Linked DNA regions of Mus musculus: region 1 is linked to region 2. A link is a contact called in public promoter capture Hi-C data. All regions are on one chromosome and are shown on one strand. Each heading gives the region's core, a stretch centred on a gene start, on an enhancer-like site or on the middle of the called end of the contact. The rest is flanking DNA. Distances are from core to core; before and after follow the strand shown. Region 1 holds the start of Cdk5rap1 (CDK5 regulatory subunit associated protein 1). Region 2 holds the start of Bpifa2 (BPI fold containing family A, member 2).

Evidence for each region. Promoter capture Hi-C pulls out the DNA fragments that hold promoters and counts their contacts.
Region 1: a contact with region 2 is called in a promoter capture Hi-C map of stem cell-derived epiblast-like cells, with 3 times the contacts expected there. The contact joins the promoter of Cdk5rap1 here to the promoter of Bpifa2 in region 2. A contact is called at or near these places in 2 of 39 promoter capture datasets (cranial neural crest and stem cell-derived epiblast-like cells), 1 of 484 Hi-C or Micro-C datasets (embryonic stem cells) and 1 of 9 other capture datasets (liver).

Annotation. Positions count from the first base shown.
Region 1 is chr2:154,370,984-154,377,960 of GRCm38.p6, forward strand. It overlaps Cdk5rap1 (CDK5 regulatory subunit associated protein 1), which reads right to left and starts at 1,736. Exons shown (of 14, transcript NM_025876.2): 1 at 1,698-1,736. It overlaps Snta1 (syntrophin, acidic 1), which reads right to left. Exons shown (of 8, transcript NM_009228.2): 7 at 6,024-6,211; 8 at 5,331-5,925. The coding sequence ends at 5,833.
Region 2 is chr2:154,004,518-154,011,121 of GRCm38.p6, forward strand. Bpifa2 (BPI fold containing family A, member 2) reads left to right here and starts at 3,759. Exons shown (of 9, transcript NM_008953.2): 1 at 3,759-3,794; 2 at 4,596-4,724; 3 at 5,250-5,391; 4 at 5,952-6,059. The coding sequence starts at 4,604.

The DNA.
Region 1 (6,977 bases), core at 486-2,985, 360 kb after region 2:
TACGGCACACTCCATACAGGACTGCTCTGGACACTCCTCCTCGCTAAAACAGAAAAATGCTTTTTGGGGGGAGCAGGGCTCATAAGAGATGTTGAGACTTAATCTCAGGATTATTCTGGGCTGGCCTGGAACTCAACTTCCTACGTAGTCCAGGCTGGGCAGATTGTGAGGTTATGTGAGGTTAGGTTTGTTTGTTTGTTTGTTTGTTTTTTGAGATCTTCCTATGAAGTCCATACTGACCTCCAACTTTTCTCATTCCTCTCACCTCAGTCTTCCAAATGCCAGAATCACAACCCAGTTCCAAGGTACTGTTTTGTTTTGTTTTGTTTTGTTTTGTTTTGTTTTGACAGGGTTTCTCTGTATAGCTCTGACTGTCCTAGAACTTGCACTGTAGACCAGGCTGGCCTGAAACTCAGAGATCAGCCTGTCTCTGCCTCCTGAGTGCTGAGATTTAAGGTGTGCACCACCACCTCCCTTAAGGTACGTTTTATGATAGTTTACCTTAATCTAAACATGGTAAACCTATATTCCCAGTAACCTGGGAGGCTAAGGCAGGAAGATCATTTGAGCCCAGGACTGCCTGGACAACAGTGAGGGCTCTTAAAATATATTATATCTCTAATTTACAGGTGAAAATAAATAAAGGCGGCTCAGTGACATGGCTTAGTGGATGAAGGCACCTGCCACCAAGCCTGACTCCCTGAAAGCCACACAGTAGAAAGAATTCTTTTCCATAGATTCTTCTATCTCTACACATACACTATGTATGGCACATTCATGTGCATGAGCACAGGAACAAAAACCAAATAAATAAAATGTAATTAAAAAAAAAAACACCAACCTACTCTCTTGTCGGAGAGGAGACTTTTGGTTTGAGTTTTAATTTTTTTCACATTTTTATTTTTATGCATATTATGGTATGTGAACCATCTTAACAGCCCAGGTGTGAGCTTTCAAATCATCTACTTCTGCCCTTTAATTGTTGTGTGACCACGTTTTTACAAGTCAAATTTCCACCTCTGGACTACAAATGTCATATCCATTTTGGAAAAAAAAAAAAAAAAAGTACAATAGGACCTTACCCCTTGCCAGATGTTATAAGAATTACACATTAAAAACTTAGATTGGGGGAGGGGGGGACTTAGAGCAGTGGCTCAGTGGTTAAGAGCACTGACTGCTTTTCCAGAGCCTGAGTTCAATTCCCAGCAACCAAGTGGTGGCTCACAATCATTCACTAGCAGCCCACACTTCATTTCAAAGCATGGACCTTGGCCGGGTTCTGGGCGCGTCTTCATGTATGAGTGTTGGGGTGGGGAACGGTCCTTTCTGACGAACCTGGTGGAAGGATCAAAAGCTTCAAGTTTTTGCACAGCACAGCGCGGAACCACCTACCACATCCAAGCGTGTGAGTGCTAGGCGTGGCGGCGGCAACTGCGTGAGCCCCGTAGCCCCTCTCCGAGGTCTATCAGACCCCATCTCTGCTTCACAGGGCAAATACTAGGGCTTAGAAGGACGCTGTGACTTGGCCAAGAGCCGGCAGCGGGGCTGAGCTACACTCGCAGCGGTCCTACTCAAGGCCTAACACTGCCCAGTGATACCTTCTCCTAGCGCTTCTGGCTTTTCCTGGACGGTGCGAGCCCGCCCTGCGCCACCGCGGGTCACCCGCAGGACACTAAACTCAATCTCAAGCCTCTCACCTCCCACAACTGCAAGGTCCGCGTCCGAAACCGGAAACTGTCGATCTGCGTGGGTTCCCTTCTCAGGAGTCCTCCGCTGCGCGCCTAGGCGTGCAACTTCTGTTCCGCCGTGACTTTCGCCCGCGGTGTTCTAATGGTAGTGTTTCCTGCCGGCTTCGAGTCCCAGGACCCTGGCTTTGAAAAATAAAGCCGTGAGACCTACTACTTCTTTAAATGCTAATACCGCCCCCCACCCCCACCCCACCCCACCCCAAAAAAAAAAGTTAAGTAAAGCTTAAAACCAGGTAGGCGGGCTGGAGAGATGGTTCAGCGGTTAAGAGCACTGAGTGCTCTTCCAGAGGTCTGGAGTTCAATTCCCAGCAACCACATGGTGGCTCACAACCATCTGTAAAGGGATCCGATGGATGCCCTCTTCTGGTGTGTCTGAAGACCGCGACACTGTACTATTATGCATAATAAATCTTTTTTAATTAGAAAAACAAACAAACAAACAAACAGGTGGGCAGTCTCAGAGTCTGTATCTGCCCTTGCCCCAAGAGAGTAAGGGATTCTTAGGGGTGTTCTGCCCCCTGGAAAATAGGAGCTCTGACTTCTCCTCAAGCCTGTCACCCGTTAGCTCCCTCCTGCCATATGTACTTTCCTTCCCTCTCCTCACCAGACCCTTTAAGAAAAGGGCCACCATGGGGCTGGTGAGATGGCTCAGCATGTAGGACACTTGCTGTTTGACGACCTGGGGTCTAATCCCCAGAACCCACAAGGTGAAGGGAGAACTGGCTCCCACAAGCCCTCTGAACTTCACAGATAGGCCATGGGACATGCAACATCTCTCTCTCTCTCTCTCTCTCTCTCTCTCTCTCTCTCACACACACACACACACACACACACACAGACGTCTCAGGACGCTGTAGCACACTTCGGTGTTCTCAGGAGGCAAAGGCAGGCTAATTCGAAGCCAGAAAGAGCTACATAGTAAAATTTCGTAGATGATGGATAGACAGACAGACAGGCAGACAGACAGATGGAATAGAATAAATGTAAAAAAAAATAGAAAAGAGGCTAACCAGTGGTTTCTGTGGCTAGCTCTGAACGGCCTCGTCTTTCCTGGATCTCCCAGATGGCCCTGAACAGCCTAATTGTTCCTCACTACCTCCTTACCCTACTCCTGTCACATTCCTGCCCTGGCCCTCTCAGCCATTCTCCCTTCCCTGTTGACTCTAGCCAAAATACCTCTTCTCCCCCAGACCGAACCCATAGTCCCTACACTCAAGAAAATGCTGAGAACAGGATTCAGCCAGATCGGAGCCCTGGGGTCAGAACCACCCTATGTAGCATAAGTGTTTTTTCCAAGCTTCACCATAAATATTAGTTTTAAAGTGTGAGACATTTAAGTGTAAAACATTTGGTTGAAGCACAAACTGCAGGTGGACAGTTCAAAAATCTACAAGCATAGAATGAGTAGCAAAGAGGCGCCCCCTCCTGGCCTCTTCCTGTCATGACTCTCATCAAGAGACTGGGTTTGGAGGGAAGGAGTGGGGGGCATTCCCAGCCTTCCTCTTTGCCAATGGGCTTTTGTCGTTTTGTTTTGTTTGTTTTGTTTTGTTTTGTTTTGTTTTGTTTTGTTTTCATTTATGTGTTTATGTATCTGGGCAAGAAGCCGGAAGTACTTCTGTTTGGAAAGCCAGAAGCTAGAGTTGGCTCAGTCTGTAGGACACTTCCAAATGAAGCTAGAGTTACAGGCAGTTGTGAACCACCTGATGTGGGCCCAGAATCAAACTCTAGTACAATCCTCCAAAAACTTCTCAGCTATCTCTCCAGCCCTCCAACAGTTTCTGTAATATGTTACCTCTGCATTCTCTGGGTAAGACATTTTGGACCTCATTCTCCTGTTTCAAAGACAGTCTCAATGCGCGTGTCCCCTCAATACCATAACCTTCAAGAAAGTGGACATAGGAGGTAGGGTCTTCACAAAGTGACTAGGTCATAAAGGTAGAACCTCATGGTTACCTTATTTAAAAGAGCCCAAGCTGGGCACAGTGGCACATACCTTTAATCCCAGCACTCCGGAGGCAGAAGTTGTGGCTCTCTATAAGTTCGAGGCCAGCCTAGTCTACAGAAAACGTTTCAGAACAGCAAGAGAGAGAAAGAGAAAGAAAACCCTATCTTGAAAAAAAAAAGATTTTTAAAAGACTAACTCATTTTACAAATTTAAGGGTGAGTATACAAAAGTAGTCATGTGCAAAGGCTCACGCAGCAAGCAGTCCTTGGGATCCAGCCACAGTTCACGCTGATCCCAAAGCCCTATTCTTAGCACTGACTAACTCAACCTCAGACTGGCTGGGTTCCCTCTGGGGCTGTGCTGGCTGACAGTTGAATAACCATAGCCAAGTAGTGACTGCTGACTCCAGTCTCCTTGCCTGTAGGGTGGCAACTGTGTGGTGAATACATTGCAATGTGGGGAAGACATGGATAAGGAGTGGGGCCAAAGGATCTGGGGCTGTGGCAGTAGTCCACTGTGGGTTCCCGGGCTAGTGTGGGATTAAGGACTGATGAAGGTTAGAAAAAGAAACAAACTCCTCTGACTCCAGAAGTTTGGGGATCCCATGTTCTGCTCGCTTTAAGACCTGAATGTTCTACCTGCCATGATCATCTTTCATCTAATTCTGCTAGTTGGTGAAAGTTGCCATCGTGAGCACTCATTCCCCCTCCACCCCACTGTGACTGTGTGTTCTCTTCACCGCTGTCAGGCAGATGACCTGAATGGCCCATGTGATTGACTGTTCTTTGCATTCCACAGACCTACCCACAGGGCAAGCACACCCTAAGAAGCCCAACCAACAGCCCAGAACAAAAGTGCCCTGCCCAGCCCAGTAGTAGAACTGTCAATGCACAGTCCAGGCTCATGAAAGGAAATGTCTGCTGTTGCAGGCATAGAGACTGGACTGGGTTTGTCCAGGGTAGGGGTCACTGGTGTCACAGGAATCGCAGGAGAAGCTGACTGAAGCATGCCCCTTTCCACTGCATCCACTCCAGTGTCTCCTCCTGACAGAAATGAAACCACGTAAGGGAGCCTGGTCCCACTGTCCCCTCTGCTAACTCCCTGTGTCTGACCAATTGGAATCACACTTTTGATTGCAGGGGATTTTGATGAATTTCTTCCTGCTGAGGATAAAGACCTCTCAACGTTGCTCTCTGCCACATCACTGGGGACTACAACAGATGTATCCTAGATGCTTCTGGGTGAGCAATTGGTTGGTGGATGTATAGGTGAGATGGATGGGTAAGGAAGACTGGAAAATCTCTACTTAACCACATCTCCCCATTTCCTAGTGCCTAATTTCTAACCAAACTAATTAAGTAACTTCATGGGACAGTTTCCTCATTGACTGGAATTTCATAAGAGACCTCAGACAGGAAACAATCCAACTCAGCCAGTCTCAAATTTCTGACCCACAGAATGGAAGACAGGATGATCTGCTAGATTGTAGGGTCACTTATCACAGAGCACAGATAAAGCCAGTACTCACTTGAAGACCCAGTTCTCCAGGAAAGGGGTCTCACACCTTGTTCTGGTTCCTCTGGGACTACAGAGCCACCTCAGAGTCCCAGTGTAAAGACACAAACCACAGACATGATGCCAGGCTGCCATTGTGCTCACAGGCTGTTTATTATTCAAGATGAAGGAGGGGAGAGAGGACGAGGAGAAAACCCAGATGCCCCACGGGGCTCAAGGGGAAGTGAACAGAAAGGCTCCTCTTCTTCCTCTTGCCACTGACCCAGAAGACTCCAGCTGCAGAGATCTCAGGGTGGCTTAGAGGCCTCCAGGAGGCCTGGCAGCTCTGCTGTTGGCTGGGGACGGGATCCACACAGGGTCAGGTCCCAGGCTCGGAATGGCTTCTGTGTACACAAAATATCTCTCTTAGAAAGGCACTGGTGGAGGTGAGCAGTAGGAAGGCTGCCCAACACAAGCCAGACTCGCTGTCCCAGGTCTGAGTTCTGCTTCCTCAGGCTGGTCTCTGAGGCCCTAGTTCCCCTCCTCTCCCTTCCCTCAGCCCCCAGACGAGCAGGCAGTCAGCAGAAGGACAGGTCAGGCCACAAGATGAACGATCCTCTTCAGGGCTGGTGCATCTGACAGCTTCTAGGCCAAGAGCCCCAAGCGGGTGACCTTGGCGGACAGGAAAGAGTGGATGATAAAGACCATCGTTTTGGGACACGAGTGCAGGTCCAGCTGCTGCAGAGTGGACAGAGAGAAGGGTCAGGAATTCTGTCCAGACTGGCCTCCAGAAGAGCATCCCCACCCCCAGGATGCAGAGGCGGTCCTCCACTTACGATCTCTCCTTCAGCACCCCCAAAGTCCAGGAAAAGGAGACTCGTGCCATCATCTGATGACATCTGAAGTTTCTCGAAGGGCTGTCGGAGCAGCATGGCTCGGGCTGCTCCAGGCTCAGCTGCCCACAGGGTGAAGCCCTTGTCGATGTGCACAGACAGGCTGCAGGGACGGCCGTTCCACGTGCAGGCTGCAGGAGAGCAGTGAACACAGACCCTGGCACCTCGGTGATCACAAAGCCCACTCAGCTCCTAAAGCAGCTCCAGAACCTGTCTGCCGCTCCTCCATGGATGGGAGGCTCCCTCTGTCATGACACCGAACAACCACTGGCCCAGCCACCCTATCCTAAAATACAGAAGGTGGGCCTTCGAGGACCCACAGCTGCATCTTGCTTCGTTTCCAGCAAAGCCACGTGTGTTAGGGAAGCTTGGCTCAGTAGAAGAGTATGTAGCTATCATGTACAAGGACTTGGGTTCAATTCTCAGCACAATAAAATAAATGGGAGTTAAATTCTGTGATGGACACCATGTTTACCCCATAAAGGCGCAAGATTAGCAGGCTAAATTTAAATTTTATACAAATATAATTTAGATTGACATAAGAAAGTATTCACTGTTTACCTGAAATTCAAATCTAACTGGTGCCCTATCTGACCTACAGCCTCACCCCCAAGACAGGATCTCACTGTGTAGCCCTGGCTGGCTTGGAACTTGCTATATAGACCAGACTGGCTTCAAACCCACAGAGATCTACCTGTCTCTGCCTCCCCAAGTGCTGGAATTAAAGGTGTGCGCCACCTTGAATCCTCACCAGCAGAATCACAGGAATAACATAAGAAAAGACACCAAGAAGAAATGTCTCCCTTCCTCCCAGAGCATCTGCATACCCCAGATAGGGGCCCCTGAAAAAGCCCAACCTCCGTCTGTTCGCTCCCTCCCCCCAGAAGCACCATAAAA
Region 2 (6,604 bases), core at 2,509-5,008:
GGAACAAGTACCAGCCCATTGCTTAAGTGCCAGGGTTAGTGAGGGCAGGAAGCTGCCATAGCTGGGATTAGTAGTTGTATTGGATGTAGGAAGTCCTATCCTGGGACAGCTAATCCTTAATGCTTCACTGGAGATTTTCAATGAGAAATTTATCCCACGGCCCATATGGCCCCATCCTTTTGTCTCCAACAGCCAAGTATTTTCCATTAGAGGAGACTTCCTGTACACTTGATGGATGCTCATTTCAAGGTGACTTGGGGCAGTCAGTACAGACTTGGGATGACCTCTGACAGCCTAACCTCTCCCCAACAAGGGCCCTCTATGTTTGCTATGTAATGTAATGTCAGACATTGTCAGGAGTGTCCGCAGCACAGCCTGCCCAGTGTGAGGGCTCTCATAGGTTTCCCACTGTCTTATCTACACAGGGATAACGAGGAGGTAAGCTGCAGTTCCCAGTCTCACTTCACAGAGGAAGAGATAACCCCATCCCAGGTCATGTAGCCAGCAGTGGAAAGAATGAGGATTTGAACTCAGGTCTTCCAAGTCCCATTGATAGCATCTCCTCACAAGTCCCTTGCCACCCTCACGATGCCTTAGACACTTGCCTGCCCTTTATACTAAGGAGATGCAGGTACAAGGGGTTTACCCATGTAGCAGCTGAGGCAGCTGGGGATAGATACCAGCAGCAGGCCTGATGTCACCACTCTAACTCCAGCATCCCCAGTCTGTGTTCCTGGAGTGTGAAAATCCCTACTTAACAAGATTGTGCAACAGTCCTTGGCTCTGTGACCCATAGCTGGAAACAGGATTCTCATTGATTTGTGGAACATGGTGGCAGCCAGCCAAAAAGAGGGTCTGCATACAGAAGACAGCTGTGGCAAGGCCACAGCAGACTCTGACTACCTTAGCTTACAGAATTACAAGGTCATAATGTCCTCTGCTTTGGTCACCTCATGTTAAGGACAGGCCCTAATGAAGATGGGGCAGAAGACTGAAGGAATGGCCAACCAATAACTGGCCCAACTTGAGACCCATCCTACAGGCAAGCATCAATTCCTGACACTACTAATGATACTCTGTTATGCTTGCAGACAGAAGCCTAGCATAACTATCCTCCGAGAGGTCCACCCAGCAACTGACTGAAACAGAAAAAGATATCCACAGGCAAACAGTGGATGGAGGTCAGGGACTATTATGGGAGAGCTGTGGGAAGGATTAAAAACCCTGAAGGGGATAGGAACCCCACAGGAAGACCAACAGAGTCAACTAAGAGACCTGTGGGAGCTCTCAGAGACTGAGCCACCAACCAAAGAGCATACACAGGCCGGTCCGAGGCACCTGGCACGTGTGAAGCAGACATGCAGCTCAGTCTCCATGTAGGTCCTCCAATAAGCGGTAGCCTGACTGCAGTATCCAATCCCTAACAGGGCTGCACAGTCTGGCCTCAGTGGGGGAGGGTGCCCCTAATCCTGCAGAGACTTGATGAGTGGAGAGCTATCCAGGGGGAACCCACCCTCTCTGAGAAGGGAATGGGGATGGGGGAGGGACTCTGTGAAGAGGGGACAAGGACAAACAAGAACCTCAAATAGGTCAGGCCCTAAAGGCTTGCTAAGTAGCAGTGGCCCAGCTCTGTCCTGTTCCTCAGCCCAAGGCTCAGCTCCCACCTGTTTCTGTGTTTTTCTGGCTTTTCATGGGCCTAGGACTTGGTGGCCAGTTCAAACAATGGGGCCTGTGGAAGACACAATATACAAGACTAGGGACATTCCTGTTCTGCTGACTATCCACAGCCTGATGTAGGTGGAAGGACCCAATCACTGGATTTCTACCCTTGCGCAACCTTGACAGCTGAGGGCCTCTCAGAAACCTATTTCTTCCACTGAAAAATGAGACTCTCAAATGAACGTCCTGACAATCATCAGGCTTATTAAAGAGGTGTATCTAACCTGAATGGCAAGCAGACAGCAGGCAAATGTCTGTATCAACCTCTAGGAAGGACAAGAACTGCTCACTGCTGCCCCCCAGGAGGCCATTTGCTGAAACAGCTGCTCTCCTGCTGGTGCACAGGCCCTGCCTTCTCATTGCAGCTACAGCCCCTTCCTGTCTGAACCTCCTGTCAGGTCACTGGGAAACAGATCAAGATGGAACAGGACAGCTCCTGATGGTAAATAAAAAACAGTGGTCATGGCTATTCATAGGGGTTTATGCTTCTTCAGTCCACACTGTGAAGAGCTGTGGGCATGAACCACAGTGTTCGAGGTAGAGTTGGGGTTCTGAAATTCACAGTGGGGTGAGCTCAGTAAATGTGAGCTGGAGGTCACTCGTGAGACACACAGTCCTGCTGCTTCTGTTCCCAATATCCTGAGGAGACGACACATCTACTTTGTTCAGAGGCCACAGTCTAGTTGACCTGAGAGTTACCAGTTTCTTATTTGTGTGTGTGTGTGTGTGTGTGTGTGTGTGTGTGTGTGTTGTTCGTGTGTGAGTGCAGGTGCACATATGATAGCGTACACGTTGAGGTCAGAGGATAACTATCAGGCGTTGTCCCCTCCTACTTTTCCTCGGACTCTGGAGAACAAACATGGGTCCTTATTCCAGGGGAGCAAGTGCCTGTTGGCTGACACATCTTGCTCACATACATTTTACCTAGACAATGGAGCCTCCATCAGAGTATTACTTTAGCTCCTCACCGATGGCAATGCACCACCTCTCTACCCACATAGGAGTTGGGTCTCCACACACCCCCACACCCCCTTCACCAAAACGTTTTCAGTTACTTTATCTGGTAAAGTTCATCAGAGAATGAAGCCAGTATTAAGAACATGGAATCATTTGGGAACCTGGATCTAGCAATACCCCACCCTAGATGGAGTTGCTGAGTTTTCACCTCAGATTATAATTCCCCCCTAGCTTCTATGGTTTATTCTGAAACCAGGGGAACTCGATTCCTCCCTTTGGACCACAGACATCCTGGCTTGTGAATTCACATGTCATCTACTGCTAATCCATTGGTAGTATGTGGCTCACAGAGACACACTACAGTCATGGCCAATGTCAAGGTAGGACAGATGTGAATCATTCCCCCAGTCCTGCTGTTTTCATGACTAACCCTCCTCAGCACAGTGACCATGAACCTACTTTTCCCCTCCTTTTATTTTTAGAATTGCTGGAATTTTCTATTTTGAGAAATAATAGCCTTGGGGCAGCATTAAACAAAATCATCTAGAAAGCTGGTTTAAAATACAGATGGTTGAGTCAGTGAAAGAGTGAGGAATGTCATTATTGGCCCCTCACAGAGGCTGGCTCACTCCAGCAGAGGTGGTTGAAGCTCTTGGACACGGGTCAGGTGCATAGGAAGGGTGGTCTGGGACACCTGAGAACCACAATTGAACAAACAGAAGCTGCTGGCTTTTTTTTTTTTAAATGAGTTCTCAAAAAATGACTGGGCTAGCTTAGGCAAATACTTCGAGCCAACCCAACAGAACATTCTTCCATTGATTCATTCTGGATCTTCTTTCTAGACAATACTGAACTGACCCCTTGTTGGCAGTCTCAAGTTTGACAACATAGGGCTTTGAACTTGGCACAAGGTCCATCACTGTCACCCAAGCATCCTGGGTGACCTTTGGGTTGGAATATCTTGGCTAACCTTAGATATTTTCTTTGGAGTATCTTTAGAACATCCAGGAAATAGGGCTTGATTCTCATCCTGGGACCACAATATAAGTCACCCTAGAATCCCAGGAGATCGTGCAGAGAAACAAGGATCTCTCTCGTGTGCATCCTTCTTCAAAGCAGTGAGTAGTGACTCCACTAAACTGAGTTCCCATCTGAGAGTCCACAGGAGGCTTTGGGGCAAGAAGCAGAGGGAAGGCACTGTTTGTGTTGGTAAAGTTTTGACTCTAACAAATTTGAAGACATAGATGACATTGTGTCAGACTAACAACAACCTAGACTCATGTGGGTTCTGTTTAGGGATCAGATTTTATTCATCAATGACTTGTCTTAGTGTATAGAGAAAGGCTTCCTACTGGAGTGTAGGCTCAATAATGACAGAAGAGATAGCTATTTCCCCTAGGGACTGTGCTGCTCCAAGTTTGGTGGAGAAAGGCAGTGGGGAACCTAGATGTGCTCTCTGGGGAGGGGGTCTGAAGCTGGCTTCATAGAAGGTGTGAAGTTTTGCTGAAACATCTAAACAGAATTATAGCTTAGGAAAGTGAGCAGGCAAGGCAGGGAATGTGTTGCATATGTATATGTACATGAATATATTATGTTATAGATACACACACATTTGAACCTCATTTGCAGATGACAGAAAATAGGTTATTTTGCCTCTCTTAACTGCTAAGCACAATGACTTCCAGTTCCATCCATTTCCTGAAATGCCACAATTTCATTTTTCATTGTGGCTGAATAAAATTCCATTGCAGACTGGGCCCTACTTCATCCACTCCTGAGGGCAGGCATATCCCCTGGCTCCATTTCTTACCTATTGTGAAGAGAAGTGCAACTGTCTTGTTGAAAGGCAAGCGTGAGAGAGGCAGGCACTAATTGTGGGTTTTTGTTTCTTCTTCCTGCTATGACTCTCCATTTGTCAGAACCAAAGATGTTCCAACTTGGGAGCCTTGTTGTCTTGTGTGGCCTGCTCATTGGGAACTCAGAGTCACTTCTTGGTGAACTTGGCAGCGCTGTGAATAATTTGAAAATTCTGAATCCTCCCTCTGAAGGTGAGTTAATATAGGTTCCTTCAGCTATCTGGTCCCAGGAGAAACTCTAATAAGTATCATGCCTGCAATTGCAGAGGCTGCTGGGAGAGGGTGGTGTTGTCTTTTGTGGGTGGTACACTGAGAAATGTGCTGCTATTCAACTCCTGCGTTGCCCCTATCTGTTTAGAAAAAAAAAAAAAAACAGTGCTGGGATGTTACCCTAAGAGACTTGCCAATATATATTGGCACAGGATAAATTCTTAAAAGTGAGATTCCAAAAATTTAAAAGGTTTGCATTTTAAATTATAGTAGCTGTTGACAAGAAGTCCCCTATCCCAGTGCATGGATCCAGCTGTGTAGACACTTTTCCTAACCTTAGGAGGCTCAGGTTCCTCATCTATACAAAGGAGACTGGCAATCCTGTCCTGACTGGGTTGTTGCAGGGACTGATGACACAGCACAGGGAAACTGACTTCTCTGAAACCAGGAGGATGGAAGCCCACTCCCTAGTGGTACAGGACACTGACTGATGACTGTTTTTGACAGCTGTCCCTCAGAACCTGAATCTGGATGTGGAGTTGCTTCAGCAAGCCACAAGTTGGCCATTAGCCAAGAACAGCATTCTAGAAACGTTGAACACAGCGGACCTTGGCAATTTAAAAAGCTTTACATCTTTGAATGGTTTATTGTGAGTTGATGTTCTTTGCTTCTGGGGAAGGGACTATCTGACTACTCAATATCAACAATAGATGGATAAGCCTCTTATTCCCCCACAGAGCTGAGGAGTTCTGAGGCAAGGTTCATTAGAAGTCGAGTATGTCTGAGGCAGGGCTACAGGGCCAGTGTAGACAGTTCATACCTCCGGGTTTCCACAGTCAGTGACTTAAGGCTCAAGTTGAACATTCCATTGATCTCATCTCCACATGAATCTTGGTACCTAAAGGCATTCTCATGAAAACACATTTCTTTTTCAAATATAGTAAAAATCTAAGTTTCTTCAAGGGACAGCTAGCTAGAATTCATAGCCTCCAGTCCCAAGCACTGGCTTTACGGAGGTCTGAGTCACATAGTCCTGGATTCAGGTTCTGTCTCTGCTGCCTATAGTTTCCCTCGCTGAGTGCACTGTGCCTGAGAGTGTGGAGTCTCACGCTTCTGCACAGGATGTAGGAGGGACAGGAGGGTGATGACAAGAGGTGCAAATGCTGCAAAGACGCAGGACAAGAAGGCATGTGTGTGTGTTTTGGGCAGGTTGAAAATCAATAATCTCAAAGTCCTGGATTTTCAAGCTAAGCTGTCTTCCAACGGCAATGGCATTGATCTGACGGTGCCCTTGGCTGGGGAAGCCTCCTTGGTTCTGTGAGTATATGTCACTTGGATTTTGAGGGTACAGTGCAATATGGCCAATTTGAGTAGGCATTTAATTTCCAGCTACGATGTGACTTCTGGCTCTAGTTTCCTAATCTATAAAAGAGGAGACCCTCTGAGGCCTAAAATTCCAACCTTTAATGAAGATTGACATGTTAATCTCTAAGAATTTATATTTTTCTAGATCTCTCATTTAGAGATATCTAGAGATGTGGGGGGATCCTTCAGAGAGAACACTTGCCTAGTATATGTGTGACCCTGGCCTCAAATAGTCACCACTGGGGGCTCAGGAATGTTTATATTTCATGCATTTATAAAGGCATGAGCTGTAAGATCCTGGGGGGGTACATACACTTAACCTCTGTATGCCCAGGATCTTTCACTTAAAAAAAAGGAGTATGATTCTTTTCTAGTACTGTTTATAAGTGTACAATGTTTATAAGTGAATGTCCACAGGTAGTTTATGTTATGTTACAATTATGTTACAAAATGTTAGCAATTGTTTTAAGTATTAGTCTCATGCCAAGCAAAAATCT